Linked DNA regions of Mus musculus: regions 2, 3 and 4 are each linked to region 1. Evidence: chromatin contacts called from public HiChIP or PLAC-seq and promoter capture Hi-C data. All regions are on one chromosome and are shown on one strand. Each heading gives the region's core, a stretch centred on a gene start, on an enhancer-like site or on the middle of the called end of the contact. The rest is flanking DNA. Distances are from core to core; before and after follow the strand shown.

Region 1 (4,282 bases), core at 729-3,228:
GTTCACCACCACACCTATCCCTAGGTAGCACAGGAGAATAAAGCTATTGTCTCCCGAATGCCAGGAAGCACTTTATCAGCTGAGCCATATCCACAGCCCTGGATTCTGCCTCAGAGAAACCACTTGTTTTCATTCAGAAGAGAATGGTGTCCTGTAGCTCATATGGGAGGATGGCTATGCTACTGTTACTCAAGACCCTAAAGTAGCAAAGGTCTATGGGAATGATAGAAAAATCAAGGAACTGTATACACAAGAGTACTGAGGAGAAGAGCCACTAGCTCCAACCCTGGGCCTGACAGAACAGAGATCTGGCAAGCTGTTGGCATCCTCATGGCGACCGGTAGATAGCAGGGTCAACTCAGACACATAATACTCAATGTGTTATCAGGATCCATTTCTGGTCCTGGGGTTTTGAGGAAAATGAACCGAAAGGACTCACTACTCAACAAGACTTTTATGTTCACACACAGTCTGCTGTTTTAGAATCTGCTTTTCTCTACAAGTCTCCCCACCTCCAAACTAGCAACTCCAGCAACTGCTGCAATCACATGCCTGCAACCCAGCCACTTGGGAAGCCGAGTCTGAGGCTAGCCTAGGCTATTACAATAAGATGCCATTTCAATACACAAACATGAAAATAAAGGACCTTGTTGAGAATCGTCCACCATACTTTGTAGCACACCTCTGTTTAAAACAATCTCCCCCAAAGCTGCTTCGTATTCAAGACACAAACTGTCACAGAAGATTCGACTGTTCAACAATTCTCATTCTATCGTGTGATGGAGAAAGGTTGAGGGGAAAGCACAAATCACAGGATGCCAGGAGAACATCCAGACTAGCAATCCCTCCACCTTACTTCCCCAGACATCCAGAACAGAGCCCCAGATAGATATTCAACATGTCTGGGAGGGAGAGATGGGTCACTATCGCCTGCAGTGACTTACTCTCCATCTGTCCACAGGAACATGTGTGTCCACGCCAGACAAAAACCTGCAGTGGTGAAAACTGATCCTTCGGCAACAGGAAAAGCTCATGCTATCACGACTAATGTAGAACAGACTGGTGTTACAAACTCATTATCTAACTGTCTCCGCTTTCCGAGTGCTAGGATTGACAGCCCAGAGTAACCTATCACCAAGAAAACCACTTATCCATTAAGAACTCAAGAGAGAAACGAGAACTTTCTATTGTCAAAGCCAGAACTCTCGCCATCATCCACCATACAGTGGGCTCATCAGAAAAAAACGCGGGAAATAGGTGAGATGGATACATTTGTCAGGCCAGCCGTGGTGGCGCACGCCTTTAATCCCCGTACTCTGGAGGTAAAGGCTGGTGGATCTCGGCCAGCTAGGATCACGTGACAAGACGCTCTCAAAATCCAAACCTAAACCAACCCCTCTCAATTCCAATCACCTACCCCGCTAATAGCCGGGCTAGTAAAGTCGCTCTCACTACAGAGCAGGGACTCCCAGGTCCCCAGAGCCTCTACTCCTACAAGCCTTGGGTCCCGCCCCTCCCGGAAGCGCGGCGAGCGCCAGCCTGTGCACGCGAGCGCCGCACACCACGGAGCCGGAGATCCTCATTTACCCGGGGGGAAGCTGGGTTGGGGACCAAGGTATCGTTGACAGGGAGTGACAGTGGGTGACGGCGGCAACAGGGAAGGCTTGGGGTGGAGACAGGGGCCCTTTCATCTGCGACCCAAGTCGGATCCCCTAAAGCAATGCTCGGAGATCCAAGCCCCAACTCTGGGTCAGGGTCTGGAGGGCCGCACCGGCCGCTCTGAGGCGGCAAGCTTGTAGGCCGGCCGGTGAGCCGAGCTCACGGCCACATCCCCCGGCCCCGAGCGGCCGCGGTCCCCGCCCGCCGCGCCTAGAGCCCCCGACTCCTGCCCGCACCGTGGTCCTTACCTGGCTTCATTACTGCGTTCTGGTCGCGCGATTCAGGCAACCTGCGGCGTCCCCGACTCCACGAGTCTCAGGCTTTCGCACGTGGAAAGGAGCGCCTGCGCGCGGTGACGCACGGCGAGTGACGGAAGCGCGTAACCACGCCCCTTAGACGCGCGTCCCGTCTCCCGGAAGTCGGAGTCGGCCCCTTGGGTGGGAGTTCTGAATCCTTTTCCGGCTCTGTCGTGTCTCTACGCTCCTCACTTTTTCCTAGAGTGGCAAATTTTATCACAAGTGCGCTGCGACTTTTCCTCTCACTTATGCTAGCACTCCAGGAATCAGGGGTTATACCGATTTTTAAAAATTTATTATTTTTCAAAGACTTTAAATTTTTAAAATTTTATCCTTAGAAGTGTTTAGCTTGCATATTCGTCTGTCTGTGCACCACGCATACGCCATGGAAGTCAGGAGAAGGCGTCAGATCCCCTGGAACTAGAGTTACCGGCAATTAATTGTGAGCCGCCAAATAGGTGCTGAGACCCGAACCTGAGTCTTCATCAAGAGCATTATGTTCTCTTCACAGCTGAGCTATCTCTCCAGCACAGCCTTATGTTTCTGTTTGTTGTTGAGGTTTGTATTTTATGACAGGGTTTTGCAGTGGGGTCCAGGCTGAGCTGGAACTCGGGATCTCCTATGGTACACTTCGCTTTTCTATTTCTCCTTCCTTTTCCTTTTCCGCTCAAAGAGCTCCCTCCTTTACAGCGAAGAACAGGCATCTCACTGCTTCTGCTCTCTACCCCTGGCCTCTTACTGGAAATCTTCACTCACCCAAATGTTGTCGCAGCTGCTCCCAGGCCACTGCTGGTTTGCAGTTGTTTCTGCCTCTGTTCCTCCTCTTCAGGTCATGAATTCAGCCCACCCTACTGATAAAGATCACATCAGTCGAGCAACAACTGTTGCAGAAGGCCCAGTGTTAATGTTGCACCACCAGGAGGCAGCACAGGAGCGACCGGTCTCCAGAAGAAGCGTCCTAATAGCCAGAACTTACAGCCTTCCGTGCAACTGAAAGATCATTTGCACTAACCGCTGACTTTTTGTTGGGTTACCAGGGGAAATGGTTTCCCTCTGGCCTTGGTGAAGTGGCTGCCAAGGATTATAGAGGCTTCTGATGGCAAAAAGTCCATGTTAAACTCTTGGGGATAGTCAGGGCCAGGATAGTGCCTCCTAGAGCAGGAGTTGTCTTTTAGCATTAAGTGGTGGTCCATGCAGTATAGCTTCCTGGAGGTGTCTGTGGAGCATTCAAGAGCTGCCAGGCTGCCATGACAGTAGACCAGCTGGCTGCCAAGAGGGGTTTGCTTGGATGGTAGTCATTCAAGGCAGCCAAGTGCCAGGGAAGGGCTGGATGGTTGCCAGGGTGACAAATCACCCTAGCATCCAGCACTGGTTTTTGTTTTGTTTTAGACAAAATAAGCATTAAAGGGGATTCTTACAAGCCTGTAAGACACTGAAATGTTTTAGTGCTTACACATTGTGTGTGTATGTGTTCACGAGTGTGTGTGTGCCCACACACATGCAGGTATGCAGAGAATGGAGGAGGATGTACGGTGTTCTGCTCTATCACCCTCTCTCTTATTCTCTTGATTTAGGATCCTCACTGAACCCGGAGCTAGGCTGGTGGCCAGAAAGTCCCCTGTCTCACCACTACCACCCCAGCCCTGGTGTTACAGACACACAGGTGACCACTTCAATTTTTTAAGACAGGCATTAGGATTTGAACTCAAGTCCTCATGCTTGCTCAGCGCAAGATTTCTTACTTGCTGAGATACCTCCCAAGCTCCTAGGATTTCTTAAAAAATTAATTTAAATTCTTTCTTTCATTCTTTTTTTTTTGTTTGTTTGTTTGTTTGTTTGAGACAGGGTTTCTCTGTGTATCCCTGGCTGTCCTGGAACTCACTCTGTAGACCAGGCTGGCCCCAAACTCAGAAATCCGCCTGCCTCTGCCTCTCAAGTGCTGAGATAAAAGGCGTGCACCACCACTGCCTGGCTATTTTTATTATTATTATTATTTATTTAAAAAGTTCAATAAGGTCTGAACTTGGCAAGTACTATGTAAGAGTCAGCTAGGAAGTACTAGTTGTGAAGGTATGAGAGGGGTCGTGGAGAGCAGCTGAGATTTGGTAACATATGGCGGTGTTAGAGTCCCTGTGGAGAGGTCACTCGTGAAGGTGTGGCCTCAATTACAAAGGAGGTCCCAGGTTACTGCAGATGCCAAGACTGCTGAATGTCCACCAAGAACAGCGGCAGGTGTGATGTGGAACCAGGTTAAACCTGAGACAAGCTGTGTGCTGAGGACTGCAGAGTTGGAGAAGCTGGACTACCCAGGCTTTTGGGTGCTGGTG
Region 2 (4,409 bases), core at 373-2,872, 2.4 Mb before region 1:
GGGACCTCCTGTGCCCTTTACGGGTACTTTCCCCTCGTTTAGAGTGCCCAAGACCCCCTTCATCAAATCACAGGATCCCTCTTGAAGATGCAGCATCACCATATGCAACCCTAGGAACATTACAGCCCGTCGGGACTCACTTGTCCTTTCCCCCAGATTCCCGGCTCACTTGCCCCACCCTTCACCCCCTCAGAAGATCAGTAACGGGGGGGGGGGGGGGGAGGGGCTCAGAATACCGCACTCAAGGGACACCCAATGGCCCCACTGAGGGGTGACATTCTCCTCTAAGTTAAAAATCAACAGACATTCCCGCACCCCCGGCCCGGGGTTAGACCCCCCTCCTGGCCCCCAGTCTTGTTAGTAGTTGGATTGGCCCTCTCCCTAGGCCTGGCACCTGGGCTGTGGGTAACGCCACACTGGGGGCGCGCAGATAGTAGGGGGCGATCGCAGCAGGGCACAGTGAAGCCAGCTCTGCCTCAAGCAGCCCTTCGCCGAAACGCTGGTCAAAGAGGCGTCCCGGAGCAGAGAAACCTGGTAAAGGAGCTGAAGCACGGCGCAGCCAAGAAGGCTGCACAGGCACGGGGATCTCCATCCTGTTCCTACGCTGCCACCCTGGGCCCCGCAGTGCCCAAACGCACGCTGGCTCCGATTTATACTGTGCCCTGTGCCGCCCCTGCGGCGGGCCTCTCAGGGACACTGGGATTGAGGCCAAACTCAGGCATTAGTATTCCTTATTTAGAAACTTCAATAATTACTTGGCCAGTTATTAAACGCCTGCTGGATGCCCGGAAAAGGACACCAGGGAAATGTCATTAAGCCTTTTTCCATTTCTGTAAGGGGAAGCTAAAAGTCTAGGAGGCAGACCCTTATAGGTGTGGCAATCATTGTGGCAGTTGGGACCCTGGGTCCCGATTAGTCCCCCAAAGAGTTCTCAGTCCTCTTAATCCATCTCCGCCAGGCTGGCAGCTCTGAGGATGACGCATCAGTCTTAGTAACAGACTCCTGGAGAATGCTGCACCCATGCCAGGCAGTCAGGAGGACACAGAACAGACCCTACCCCAGAGTAGGTCGGGCCTAATTCTGTGCCTCTGACTCAGCCTGGGGTGCTCAGCGGCCAGGGGGCATGAGCATGAACACTCCAGGTTGGCCCCCGGGGGCTGCGCGCCGGGGCCCGAAATAGCTCGTTTTGATCCCACTACCTGGGCCAGGAGCCCGGGCCTGGCAAGGAGTACGGCCAGCTGCTCAAGAGGAAAGTGGTTAAGGTGACCATCAGGACGGGATAGCAGTCAAAGTAAAGACAGACGTCTCGGGTTAGCCCTGCAATAGTAGCTAGGCTGGAGTCAGGCCTTCGCTCCAACAGGTATCCTGGCGGTTAGAAATAAGGACTGAGTAAAAGGCAGGACTCTTAGCGCTCTTCAAGCGTCAGCCCGGCCTTTGATCCTTACTATTGGTCTGAAGTCTTGCCAATTACTGCTGCACGCTCCAATCAAACACACGCTCTCCCAGTTCGTCAAGAGAGAACGCCCCTCGGCCGCTTTCCAGTTACTTTTATTTTCTAGTCTATCATTGGTCGCTTTGGAGGCCGCGCTCCTACTCTGCACAGCCAGAAAGGGGCGGGGCTGACGGCGTTGCTTAGCGAGGAGAGTAGGCGCAGGGTTGTTCCGCGAAGAAGCTCCGCTGGCGCTAAGGCTGCGGTAAATGCCGACAAACTGACTGCAGGTGAGGTTGGTCCTCTTTCAGAGACCACAGGAGGCCTGGGAAGGCAACACGGGTTTACGTGAGCCTGAAGTCTCCCGCCCAATCTCAGGAGAACTACAACTCCCAAGATACCACACAGTTTGGGCCCTCCAACATCTCTGAGTGTCTCATGTCTTTTGTTCCCGCAGGGTGGGCCGAAGAAGAGTCGAAAAGAAATTTGAAAATTTAGTTCGTTAGTTTCCAAATTGCCCCAGACATCTAGGGGTGTTGTCTATGAACTTTTTCACTTAGGAGGAGCCCAGTGATTCATGGGGATTGTAGTCTCTACTGCCCCTTTCTCTTTGGGAGTCATGCCACCACCTCCCCCTTCCCTTAACAGGTTTAACCGGAAACATATTGTGTACGGTTTCGTCGTGGCTCTTTGTTAATGTTTTGTTTTTGCCTATTGTTTTCATTCTTTTTTTCATTTGTATGCTTTTAAAAAAAAGATTTATTATTTATTTTAGGTATATGAGTGCTCTCTCTGCATATACTCCCGTGTGCCAGAAGAGGGCATCAGACCACATTACAGATGATTGTGAGCTACCATGTGGTTGCTGGGAATTGAACTCAGGACCTCTGGTAGAGCAGCCAGTGCTCTTAACCACCGAGCCATCTGTCCAGCCCATATGGGTGCTTTTTAAAATGATTTGTATTGTTGTTGTTGTTTAAGACAGGGTTTCCCTGCACAGCCCTGTCTTGGAACTCACTTTGTAGACCAGGCTGGCCTTAAACTCCTGCCTCTTCCTCCTGGGTTCTGGGATTAAAGGCATCCACCACCATTCTTGGCTACATTACTTGGGTTTTTTTTTTTTTTCCTCGTGGAATTAATTGGAGCTTCATGAAATGGGCTTCTTGGAACATGTTTAAAGAGGTAGAAATTAGTTACCTTGATTTGACTGTAACATATTGTATACACGTATTGAAATATCATACTGTGCCGCATAAACTTGTACAATTAGTGTCAGTTAAAAACAAAACAGAACTATGCAACAGACCAGGTTTTTCCTGAATGGGGCTGGAAAAAGGGCTCATTGGTTGGGAGCAGGGGCTGGTCTTCCAGAGGTCCCAGGTTCAGTTCTCAGCATCACATGGCTACTCACATTCATTCCAGGGTCTTCAAGGGCATTGCACATACATAAATGTGCACAGGCACATGCAGGCATAATACTACCCATGCATACAAAATAAAAATAAATAAATCTTTTTTTAATTGCCTGAATAGTGTGAAGAAGTTGCAGTGTCTAGCCTGTTTCCTGATAGTCTGATTCTGTTAGCCTGGAGTGGGAACCCACTCTCACTCATCCTCTGGGGGTGTGCATGGGTACCAACCCACTCTCACACATCCTCTGCAGGACCAGGCACATCCTCTCCCACTGAGGCCAGGCAAGGCAGTCCAGTTAGAGGAACAGGATCCACAGGCAGGCAACAGGTAAAATGTTATTCTTGTTTTGAGACAAGAGTTCTCTATGCAGCCTTTGCGTATGAGTGCACTTGTTTCTGTGTGTGTGTGAGTGTGAGAGAGAGTGTGTGTGTGTGTGTGTGTGTGTGTGTGTGTGCACCCTGTGGAAATCAGACAGGCTCAGGCGTCTGTTCTCATCTTTCACCATGTTGAGCCAGGGTCTTCTCTTTGATGTTCACCTCTGAGGCTCGCTGACTTGAAAAGTTTTAGGGGACTCTCCCGTATCCACCTCCCACCTCTGTATAGAAGTACTCGGATTGCAGATTGTGCTACCACATCTGGCTTTCCATGGATTCTATGGATTTGAACTCAGGTCCCCATGTTCGGGGAGCAAGCATCGTATTCACTGAGCCATCTCCTCAGCCTTTGCTTTGGAACTTTGGATCCTTCTGCCAGAGCCTCTTGAGTGCTGGGACGACAGATGAACATTACACATTTGGCATTAGTCTGTAATTTTTAAAGTCCTAGCACTCAAGAAGTTGAGGCAGGAGGATCACCTCAAGTGCAAGGCTAATCATGGCTACAGAGTAAGACCCTATCTCAAAAATAAAGCTCCTACTAGGCTACCAGAGTTGAGAACTACCAACTACTAGTTTCTAGGTTCTTCTATGTCTCTATCATGGGACTTAGAGCTCATGGGAATTATGGGAGTTGTGATGATTCATGGGGATTGTAGTCCATTTCTGTGGGAAGCCGTTGCAGAGTGGCAGTTGCAGAGTGGTAGTTGGCTACTGCTGGCCACCACACATACACAGGCAGTGAAGGTTCTTTTGCCCAGATGAGAGACAAGTTAACCAATCAGATGTGAGACACGCCTCTCCTAGGCCTATATAAGCAGCACCAGTTCTGGGCTCGGGGTCTTTTCGCCTCTACAGTCAAGCTCTCCCAATAAACGTGTGCAGAAGGATCCTGTTGCAGCGTCGTTCTTCCTGGCCAGTCGAGCATGCGCAAGACATTTCTTCCAGTAATCTATAGGAATTGTCAGCTTCTGTCCTCCTCTTACTATGCTCTGCTTCTTTCATAGCCTGTTAGTTTTCACCTCCCAAGACAACCCCTTTGGAAATGTTCCCCAAGGTGGACAACCCTTTGGGCCATCAAGAAACCAGAACTGGAGCCACAAGGTGAGGACACTTTTTTTGTTTGTTTGTTTTGTTTGTTTGTTTTTTCGAGACAGGGTTTCTCTGTGTAGCCCTGGCGTGAGGACACTTTT
Region 3 (4,335 bases), core at 1,500-3,999, 2.6 Mb before region 1:
AGGTGGCCGCGGCGCTCACCAAAACATCATCCCATCGTCCACTGGGGCTGCCAAGGCTGTAGGCAAAGTCATCCCAGAGCTCAAAGGGTATGTAGATACAAGCCAGGAACCAGGGTGGACACACACCCTAGGAAAACCTCACTGGCCCCAAGGCATGGGGACAATGGGAGTAGAAGACCTTTGGCTCTGACTCCCACCCTTACTCTGGAATTCTCCAGGAAGCTAACAGGAATGGCATTCCGGGTGCCAACCCCAAACGTGTCAGTTGTGGACCTGACCTGCCGCCTGGCCAAGCCTGCTTCTTACTCGGCTATCACGGAGGCTGTGAAAGCTGCAGCCAAGGGACCTTTGGCTGGCATCCTTGCTTACACAGAGGACCAGGTAGGGACTGAGGAAACCTTGGGGGGGTGCTCTGGGGAGGGACTTGGGAAATCCCACTCACCAGGAAGCTATTCTGCATGGGCCAAGCTGCAGACCAGCTGTCCAGGTGTTTCACACCCAAGGAGTTGCAGGCCAGCCAGGACTACACAATGAGACCCTATCTCAAACACAGCTTTCCCTGCAAGCCTGGGAAAGTGGGCCTTCCTGCCTCGGTGTCTTGACCAGATGTTTCTTTGATCTAACGATGCTGCTTTTCTGCACCATGGTGACTGGAAGTCACTTGTGTAACCCATAGCACATACTGTCCAAGAAAACAGCGAACTAAGAGCTAAAATGGAGCTTTCGCTAATAATTTTATATATTCACCATTGCTCTGTTCAGACACACCAGAAGAGAGGGCATCAGACCCCATTACAGATGGTTGTGAGCCACTGTGTGGTTGATGGGAATTGAACTCGGGACCTCTGGATGAGCACTCAGTGCTCTTAACCACTGAGCCATCTCTCCGGCCCCAGAAGGCTCTTAATACACTCCTGAACAAAAGACAGCAGTTCTCATTTTCTGGATTCACACCCAGGGGCCAGGCCAGGTCAGACACCTTTACTGAACAGACTATCTTAGGTGTGGAGGCACAGGCACTCAGGTGATAGAAGCAGTAGACTTCTATGAATGTGAGGGCAGCCCTCTATATAGTGAGTTCCAGAGCTATATAGCAAACCCTGTATCAAAAAAAAAAAAAAAAAAAAAAAAGTCACCTCCACCTTAGTGAAGTTCCCTGGCATTTGGCTTTTACAGGTCCACTCTCAAATGCCAAGATGTCATTTGAATGGGTCAGATCAAATCAGCCCCAATGCCAACCCACCCCCAACCCCCTGTGTTCCTAAGGGCTACAGCCCCCAAGATCTGTGTCTGTAGCTCCTTCCCTCTGCTCCCAAGACCCAGCCTCGTGCCAGTCATCGCTTCATGTAACGTTTAATGCAACCTCATTAGGGTATTGTGATCTGTATCCTCTTCCCCCGTGTGGGTACATGCAGATGCACGGGGCACATGTACCGGTACACCAGGTACAGGTGATAAACATGTCTTCCTCCATTGCACTCCACTTGTTACCGAGGCAAGATGTAAGGTAGCTTGACAACTAACTAATCTAGCTAGTCATCTTGTTCCAAGGAGCCTCAGTCTGGAGCTGGACTGCTGGGCCTATAAGTGTCCATCAACCGCCCAGCCTCTATATGGATTCTGCGGATCCAAACACAGAAAGCTCACGCTTATGTGACAAGCACTTTTATCCACTGAGCTCCCCTGCTGTGTCCCTGAGACAAAGGTTCCACCTGCCTTGATCACATTCTGTCACCAACACAAAAGGTCTCTGTCCAGTATACCAGATGAGTGACTGACAATGTGGTTTGAGAGTCTGGGTTCCTGGAGATCTTTGCTCGACTACATTTATCTTTGAAATTGTCACGCAGGTGGTCTCCACGGACTTTAACGGCAATCCCCATTCTTCCATCTTTGATGCTAAGGCTGGAATTGCCCTCAATGACAACTTCGTGAAGCTTGTTGCCTGGTAAAGGGGAAAGATGCCAGAGGATAGTGGGGGAGGCTGACAAGAGGGCGAGCGCGCGAGTGCGTACACGTACACACACACACACACACACACACACACACACACACACACACACACACGCCTGGTAAAGGGGAAAGATGCCAGAGGATAGTGGGGGAGGCTGACAAGAGGGCGAGCGCGCGAGTGCGTACACGTACACACACACACACACACACACACACACACACACACACACACACACACACACACACGCCTGGTAAAGGGGATAGATGCCAGAGGATAGTGGGGGAGGCTGACAAGAGGGCGAGCGCGCGAGTGCGTACACGTATACACACACACACACACACACTGACGCCTCCTTCCTCGCCTCCTCAGGTACGACAACGAATATGGCTACAGTAACCGAGTGGTCGACCTCCTCCGCTACATGTTTAGCCGAGAGAAGTAACACAAAAGGCCCCTCCTTGCTCCCCTGCGCACCTCGCGTTCCTGACTTCGGCTTCCACTCAAAGGCGCCGCCACCGGGTCAACAATGAAATAAAAACGAGAATGCGCACAGCTTTGCCCTCTTGTCTCTGCGCCGATCACCTTGCGTTCAGGGCGGGGTTCAAAGTTCTCGGATGAGCGAGAAGAGGTGGCGCTTGGCTCCGAGCCGAGTGGGAGAGGGAAAGCGCTGTCTGAACACAAGGTCTTCAACGGTGTAAGCAAGGCTCTGGAAGTCCCTGCAACACAGCCGGAGCTGGGCGCTCTGACGTCACTGCACGCGACGTACCAGGCCGGACTACAGTTCCCATAAGGCCGCGCGCGGGCCACGGCAAAGCAGGTGGGCGCCAGGCCCCGGTGCCGGCGAGGCCGACTAGAGGAGACGCTGCGCCTGGCGAGTCCCGCATTTGCGGGACCGGGCGGCTGGCGTCATGACCCTGTTCCACTTCGGGAACTGCTTCGCCCTCGCCTACTTTCCCTATTTCATCACGTACAAATGCAGCGGCCTGTGAGTGCAGGGCGGGCGCGGGGTGGAGAGGGTGCGGGACCCGGGCCGACCCCTCACCGCCGGCTTCTTCAGGTCTGAATACAACGCCTTCTGGAAATGCGTCCAGGCCGGGGTCACCTACCTCTTTGTGCAGCTATGCAAGGTGAGGGACTCCCGGACTCCACGTGTCTGGCCTCCAGGCATTCCAGATCTCAGGGGCCTGACTCTGCAGCTGTCACCTTCCATAGGACCACCCTCGAGACAACGCTTAGGGACTATGCCCGAATACCTTAGAAGGGATGCAAGGCCAGAAAGGCCCTGATGCAACTTTTTCTTACAACTGTTGTAAAATGAGAAAACCTCTTAGTGCGATATTTCACCCACAGGGTGTCGCAGGGTGCTGCCTAGGCATTTTTAGACATCAGATTCCCCCGTGAACTTCTAGACTTTTAGAAACCAGGCCACTTGCCCTCTATCTCCCAAGATCACGTGATCTTGCCACTTACACCTAGAATGACCCCTAGAACCCAGCGTCATATCCTCTACTTGCACACTTACTTTCCACAGTATCCACATAGTTTTTTGTTTGTTTGTTTCGGTTTTTAATCTCCCTCACCTTCCAGTGACCTTTCTACTTTCTGATCTCAGATGTTGTTCTTGGCCACTTTCTTCCCCACCTGGGAAGGTGGCATCTATGACTTCATTGGGGTAAGTTGAACAAGGGAAGGGCAAGGAAGAGTGCAGGAGTCGGTTCACCTGGTCCCCGTGTTTACTCGAGCCTCTACCTGACCCACAGGAATTCATGAAGGCCAGTGTGGATGTGGCAGACCTGATAGGCCTAAACCTTGTCATGTCTCGGAATGCAGGCAAGGGGGAGTACAAGATTATGGTTGCTGCCCTGGGCTGGGCCACTGCTGAACTCATTATGTCCCGGTGTGTGGAGCAAACTGGAGCCCAGACTTCCGGGAATGGACAGCTGGGTCCCACAGGGGTGCTGAGGGGAGGTGATCAGAGGCTGGGTGCTGGGGGTGGGGGAGTCTGGGTACTAGAGACTGCCTCCTTTTGCCTTCCTCAGATGCATCCCCCTCTGGGTGGGAGCCCGAGGCATTGAATTTGACTGGAAATATATCCAGATGAGCATTGACTCCAACATCAGTCTGGTATGCAGTCTAGCCCTAGCCTACCTTTATGTTGTTAGCCATACTTCTCCCAAAAACTTGGCTCCAACTTCCCAGTCCCTTCCTGCCTCCCTGCAGGTCCACTACATCGTTGCATCAGCTCAGGTCTGGATGATAACACGCTATGACCTGTACCACACCTTCCGGCCTGCTGTTCTCCTCCTGATGTTCCTTAGTGTCTACAAGGCCTTTGTCATGGAGTGAGCTGGGTGGGGTATGAGGCTGGGTTCAAATGGGGG
Region 4 (4,151 bases), core at 1,056-3,555, 2.3 Mb before region 1:
GGTGACTAAATGACTAAATACTTTGCAGAGGGACAAAGATGGGAACTAGGGATATGGATGGAAGTAGTAGAGAAGATATATGACCATCTGCATCAAGAGAAAGGATAACATAAGACAAATCAAGATGAAAGAAATAATCCACACCCCCCCCCCCACCGCGTCCTGGCCAATAAGTATAGCCTACATGGCTGTTCATTATCTGGGAACCAAAATGGCCACTATCTTGACTCCTTCCTTAAAGATACAGAAAGAATTGAATCCAAGGAATGGGGTAGGGTGGAAATAGAAGAAATGAAGGGGACTCTTGGGCTAAGAATACTTATGTTTAATAATAAAAGGGGGAGGCAAAGACGCAAATGTGCTTGTGAAAGACCTCCGTGGGGATACCCCCACCCGAGTCACGAGATAGCGCGCACACCCAAGGAATCATGAGAGACCGTCTTGATGCAAACACACAAGGTAGTTTAATGACGGAGCTCCAGGCGACACGTATCTCACGCAGGAGATAGAGGAATCGACCACGAGGCTCAAAAGTTAGGGGTTTATATAGGAAAAGAGTGGGGGTAGGGGAAGAATTGGCATGGTTTCACACAATTGGACAGTTTAAACATCAGCAAACTGTATGTGCAGAGCAAGGTAACAGCAGAGCATCTGGTTAACATTTAACCCATGTCAGAAGGGCGGGAGATAGGGAGACGCCGGGCCAGTCCGGACATCCTGGTATGTCTTCCCTGTCTTTTATGGCTAGCCAGTTCCTGGATGACTTTACAGCCTTTGTTTTTGCCCTAGGCCCAAAGGCCCTCCTAACTAACTGACACAAGCCACATGAGTCATGGACCTTGAATTTTAATTTTCTTTCACTTGGAGGAGTCTCCTGGTGTTTTCCATGAATGAAGAGGCCCACAAAGGTTGTATTGTATCTAGTCCTCCCTCGCCTCTCATGCATTGGGTGGCAGTAGCGATGATGTCCTAAGTCCTTCCTTAGCCCCTTGCTACTGGCTTACTGCTGTAGGTTCTCTCTCTCTCTCTCTCTCTCTCTCTCTCTCTCTCTGTATTTTAAGATCTGTTATTTTTATTTTACTTGTGTGGGTGTTTTGCCTGCATGTGTTACTGTATACTATATACATTCCTGGTCCCTGAGACCAGAACAGAGGGATGGGTCCCCTAAGACTGGAGTTATAGACAGTGTGGGTGTTGGGAATTGAACCCGGGTCTTCTGAGAGAGCGGCCAGTGCTTTTCATCACTGAGCCTTCTCTCAGCAGTTAGCCTGGAACTCTTGATCTTGCTGCCTCAGGCCCTCTGGGATTACAGGTGCACATCACCATTCCACTTTAAACTCTTTTAATAATACACCACTACCTCACCCCACCCACATCCACAGAGATGCACACACACACAAAGCAGAAAGACAGACAAATGTGGGCAGGTCCACACCATACAGATGCACACACACACACACACACACACACACACACACATCTGGGCTGCTTCGGGGGGGGGGATTAGAATATTGTACACTCACTTAAGATAAAACAGTGAACCCTTTAGGCAGAAGACTTGAGGTGGCCCTTAGAAAGGGTGAGAATGGGGGACTCCACACAGTGGTCCTCAGGTGCTGGTCTTGGAAGGCTATGGTATCCAGCACCTGACCCGAGTCATCTGTAAAGAAAGGGTTTAGTCATGGATTTTTGGAGGGAGTATTTGAAGATCCAGACACCTGGCAATCAGGGCAGGAAGGCTTCCTAGGTTTGAGGAAGCAAGGGTGGGAGACTTGGCCTCCGGTCCTGAGACAGAAGAGGCCTGGAAGGGAGCAGATTTACCTAGCTGTAGCTGTGTTTTGTCTTTTGAGACTGGGTTGCATGTAGGTAGGCTAGCTTCAAACTCCTATCCTCCCGCCCCCTCCTCTCAGGTGCCGGGATTACAGGCTTTCCTAGTACACTCCCTAAATTCTTGACTGGGAAAATTCGGAGGTCTATATTCCTGGGACCTCAAGAGAGGGATTTATGGAAGACCCCCACCCCCATGGATTCTGGCATCCTTGGAGGAGGACAAAGCTGATGCTGGGTGTCTGCGTTTGCCAGAAGAGAAGGCCAAGGATGAAAGTCCAGAAAACGGCTACGCCCAGGACTGAACCTAGTGACTCGGTCTTCACGCGGACAGTGACACCTGGAATCTTGAGGGGCTGGGACTTGGAGCAGGCTCCCTCCCGGGGTTCCGGAGCCTCTCAGTGCGCAGAGCCGCCACGCTATTGTCCTGGCTGGGAAGGCGGGGCCGGCGCGGGGCGGGGCTGGCGGCGCCGGCGCAGCCCGGGGGCGGCGGGAGGAGGAGGCGGCGGTGGCGCTGGGAGCTCCTGTCACCGCTGGGGCCGGGTAGGGCCGGGCGGGAGCGCAGGGGACGTGAGGGCCCGAGGCCCGGACATGGGGCCCACCAGCCCCGCCGCTCGCGGTCAGGGTCGCCGCTGGCGACCGCCGCCGCTGCCGCTGTTGCTGCCACTGTCATTGCTGCTTCTGCGCGCGCAGCTCGCCGTCGGGAACCTGGCTGTTGGGAGCCCCAGCGCGGCCGAGGTGAGGCCCGGCCGGGTCCTGGGGATGGGGAAGGGGCGGGACCGGGCCTCGACCTGGACGCGGGACGGCCACCGCAGTCCTTTTGGCCAGGTGGCCTGCCCCACGCGATCCGAACTGTAGATTTTCCTAGGTTCCTCCATCGTCTGACGTCCCTGCCCCCTCCCACCCGCATCGTCGGACCTGGCTCTTTCCAAGAGCCTCTGGTCCAAGAAATCCAGAGCACCCCTAGACGACAAAGCCCCAAGACCTGCCCACCTAAGCGTAGGACGCACCAGGCAGTAGGCGCTTGGCTCTAAGAACCCAGGTCCCTTGTATTATCTGGACCCACATGAACCCCCTGCCCTCAAACATCCAGTAGTCCGGGCCTCCACCCACTACTCAATCCGGATATAGCTCCTCTAGTCCTTAAAGGTCTGATGTGCAGGCCTGCTGGGAAGCTGGGCCCTGTCGTCTTTGCACCCCCTCAGTGGGAACCTGAACTGGGGATGGAGGGAGGAGGGGCCAGAACGCCTGGGTTCGCCCCCCGCCTCCCCCAACACGATTCAAGTTTAACCCCTTCAGGCTTCAGACCCAAGCCGCTGGGGCGGGGGCGGAGCCTGTCTTCTCAGCAACAAGGCCGCGAGAAACGGGGCGGGGGGGTGGGGACCCAGGTCACCATAGCAACGGGAGAGCTGGGGCGCTCCAGCCCCACGGGATTTGTTTCCCGGGGAACGGTCTCTCCACTCAGAAGGTGCTTAGAAGGAGCTGGTGCTAGAGATAGGGGCAGGAGCCCTATCTGGGTTTTAGGGAGCAAAGAACCAGACAACACAGATGACATCGTTGCCCTGGCTCCTCACTGCCCCATCTGCCTTCATTCCCAGGCTCCGGGGTCGGCTCAAGTGGCTGGACTATGTGGGCGTCTAACCCTTCACCGGGACCTGCGCACCGGCCGCTGGGAACCAGACCCACAGCGATCACGACGCTGTCTTCTGGACCCGCAGCGCGTGCTGGAGTACTGCAGACAGGTGGGCGGGACCCCACGGGGAGAGGCGTGGTCAATGAGAAAGTGGATCCAAGCTGGGGCGGGGTCGCCCTTGAGGAAGCTGGACTTGGCAGAGTCTAGGGAGATGAGAGAATCTGTAAAGCCAGGGAAAGCTTGGGGGTCTGTGGTCAGTGAAGAGGCCCCTCCTAAAGGGCCAGCGCAAACCTATTTTGAGAAATTAGGGGCCGCGGGGCGGCGGTGGAGACTGAAAAAAAAAAAACCCAACAACACCCCCCCACACCCCCCATGGACTAATCAAGGTCGCCTGAAGAGTGGCATGGTTTAGGAATCTATGGATCCGTTTAGAAAAAGTGGGAGTGTAAGTGGGCGTGGCCGAAAGAGAGGCAAGGCTTAGATCAAGAGACCTTTTAAACCAACAAGATTCAGTAAGTGATGGAGCCCAATGAGAGTGGCTGCCTGCCTAAGAGACGTGCAATGAAAAGGCGGGGCTAATACAAAGAAGAGTTACTTAGTAGCTAAACAGAGAAAGGCAGGAAGTGAAAGAGCAAGAAACCTGATTGCCGAGCAGGGTTGCCTTCAAACGTGGGCTCAGAGAAGTTGAGTT

The links. HiChIP or PLAC-seq counts read pairs in DNA pulled down with a chosen protein or histone mark. Capture Hi-C pulls out chosen DNA fragments and counts their contacts.
Region 2: a contact with region 1 is called in a promoter capture Hi-C map of liver, with 4 times the contacts expected there. The contact joins the promoter of Proser3 here to the promoter of Fbl in region 1. A contact is called at or near these places in 5 of 39 promoter capture datasets (cranial neural crest, hippocampal neurons, liver and 2 more), 2 of 484 Hi-C or Micro-C datasets (CD4 T cells and CD8 T cells), 1 of 115 datasets of contacts at active chromatin or transcription factors (embryonic limb bud) and 2 of 9 other capture datasets (adipose tissue and liver).
Region 3: a contact with region 1 is called in a promoter capture Hi-C map of liver, with 2.6 times the contacts expected there. The contact joins the promoter of Tmem147 here to the promoter of Fbl in region 1. A contact is called at or near these places in 1 of 115 datasets of contacts at active chromatin or transcription factors (thymic regulatory T cells) and 2 of 9 other capture datasets (adipose tissue and liver).
Region 4: an H3K27ac HiChIP or PLAC-seq map of embryonic stem cells shows a contact between it and region 1, with 4 times the contacts expected there. The contact joins the promoter of Aplp1 here to the promoter of Fbl in region 1. A contact is called at or near these places in 3 of 115 datasets of contacts at active chromatin or transcription factors (astrocytes, embryonic stem cells and thymic regulatory T cells).

Annotation. Positions count from the first base shown.
Region 1 is chr7:28,167,444-28,171,725 of GRCm38.p6, reverse strand. It overlaps Fbl (fibrillarin), which reads right to left and starts at 1,978. Exons shown (of 9, transcript NM_007991.3): 1 at 1,908-1,978. The coding sequence starts at 1,917. Gm31024 (a long non-coding RNA gene) reads left to right here and starts at 2,864. Exons shown (of 2, transcript XR_001778069.2): 1 at 2,864-3,618; 2 at 3,801-4,282.
Region 2 is chr7:30,549,518-30,553,926 of GRCm38.p6, reverse strand. Proser3 (proline and serine rich 3) reads left to right here and starts at 1,622. Exons shown (of 12, transcript NM_001382459.1): 1 at 1,622-1,719; 2 at 3,093-3,169; 3 at 4,224-4,320. The coding sequence starts at 4,262. It overlaps Hspb6 (heat shock protein, alpha-crystallin-related, B6), which reads right to left and starts at 626. Exons shown (of 3, transcript NM_001012401.3): 1 at 395-626. The coding sequence starts at 592. Gm38670 (predicted gene, 38670) reads right to left here and starts at 1,099; the gene lies at 1,023-1,099.
Region 3 is chr7:30,727,948-30,732,282 of GRCm38.p6, reverse strand. It overlaps Tmem147 (transmembrane protein 147), which reads left to right and starts at 2,749. Exons shown (of 7, transcript NM_027215.2): 1 at 2,749-2,939; 2 at 3,012-3,081; 3 at 3,567-3,626; 4 at 3,715-3,851; 5 at 3,994-4,078; 6 at 4,175-4,296. The coding sequence starts at 2,863. It overlaps Gapdhs (glyceraldehyde-3-phosphate dehydrogenase, spermatogenic), which reads left to right. Exons shown (of 11, transcript NM_008085.2): 8 at 1-87; 9 at 219-381; 10 at 1,851-1,948; 11 at 2,324-2,504. The coding sequence ends at 2,396.
Region 4 is chr7:30,443,736-30,447,886 of GRCm38.p6, reverse strand. Aplp1 (amyloid beta (A4) precursor-like protein 1) reads left to right here and starts at 2,305. Exons shown (of 17, transcript NM_007467.3): 1 at 2,305-2,565; 2 at 3,426-3,569. The coding sequence starts at 2,419. It overlaps Kirrel2 (kirre like nephrin family adhesion molecule 2), which reads left to right. Exons shown (of 15, transcript NM_172898.3): 15 at 1-121.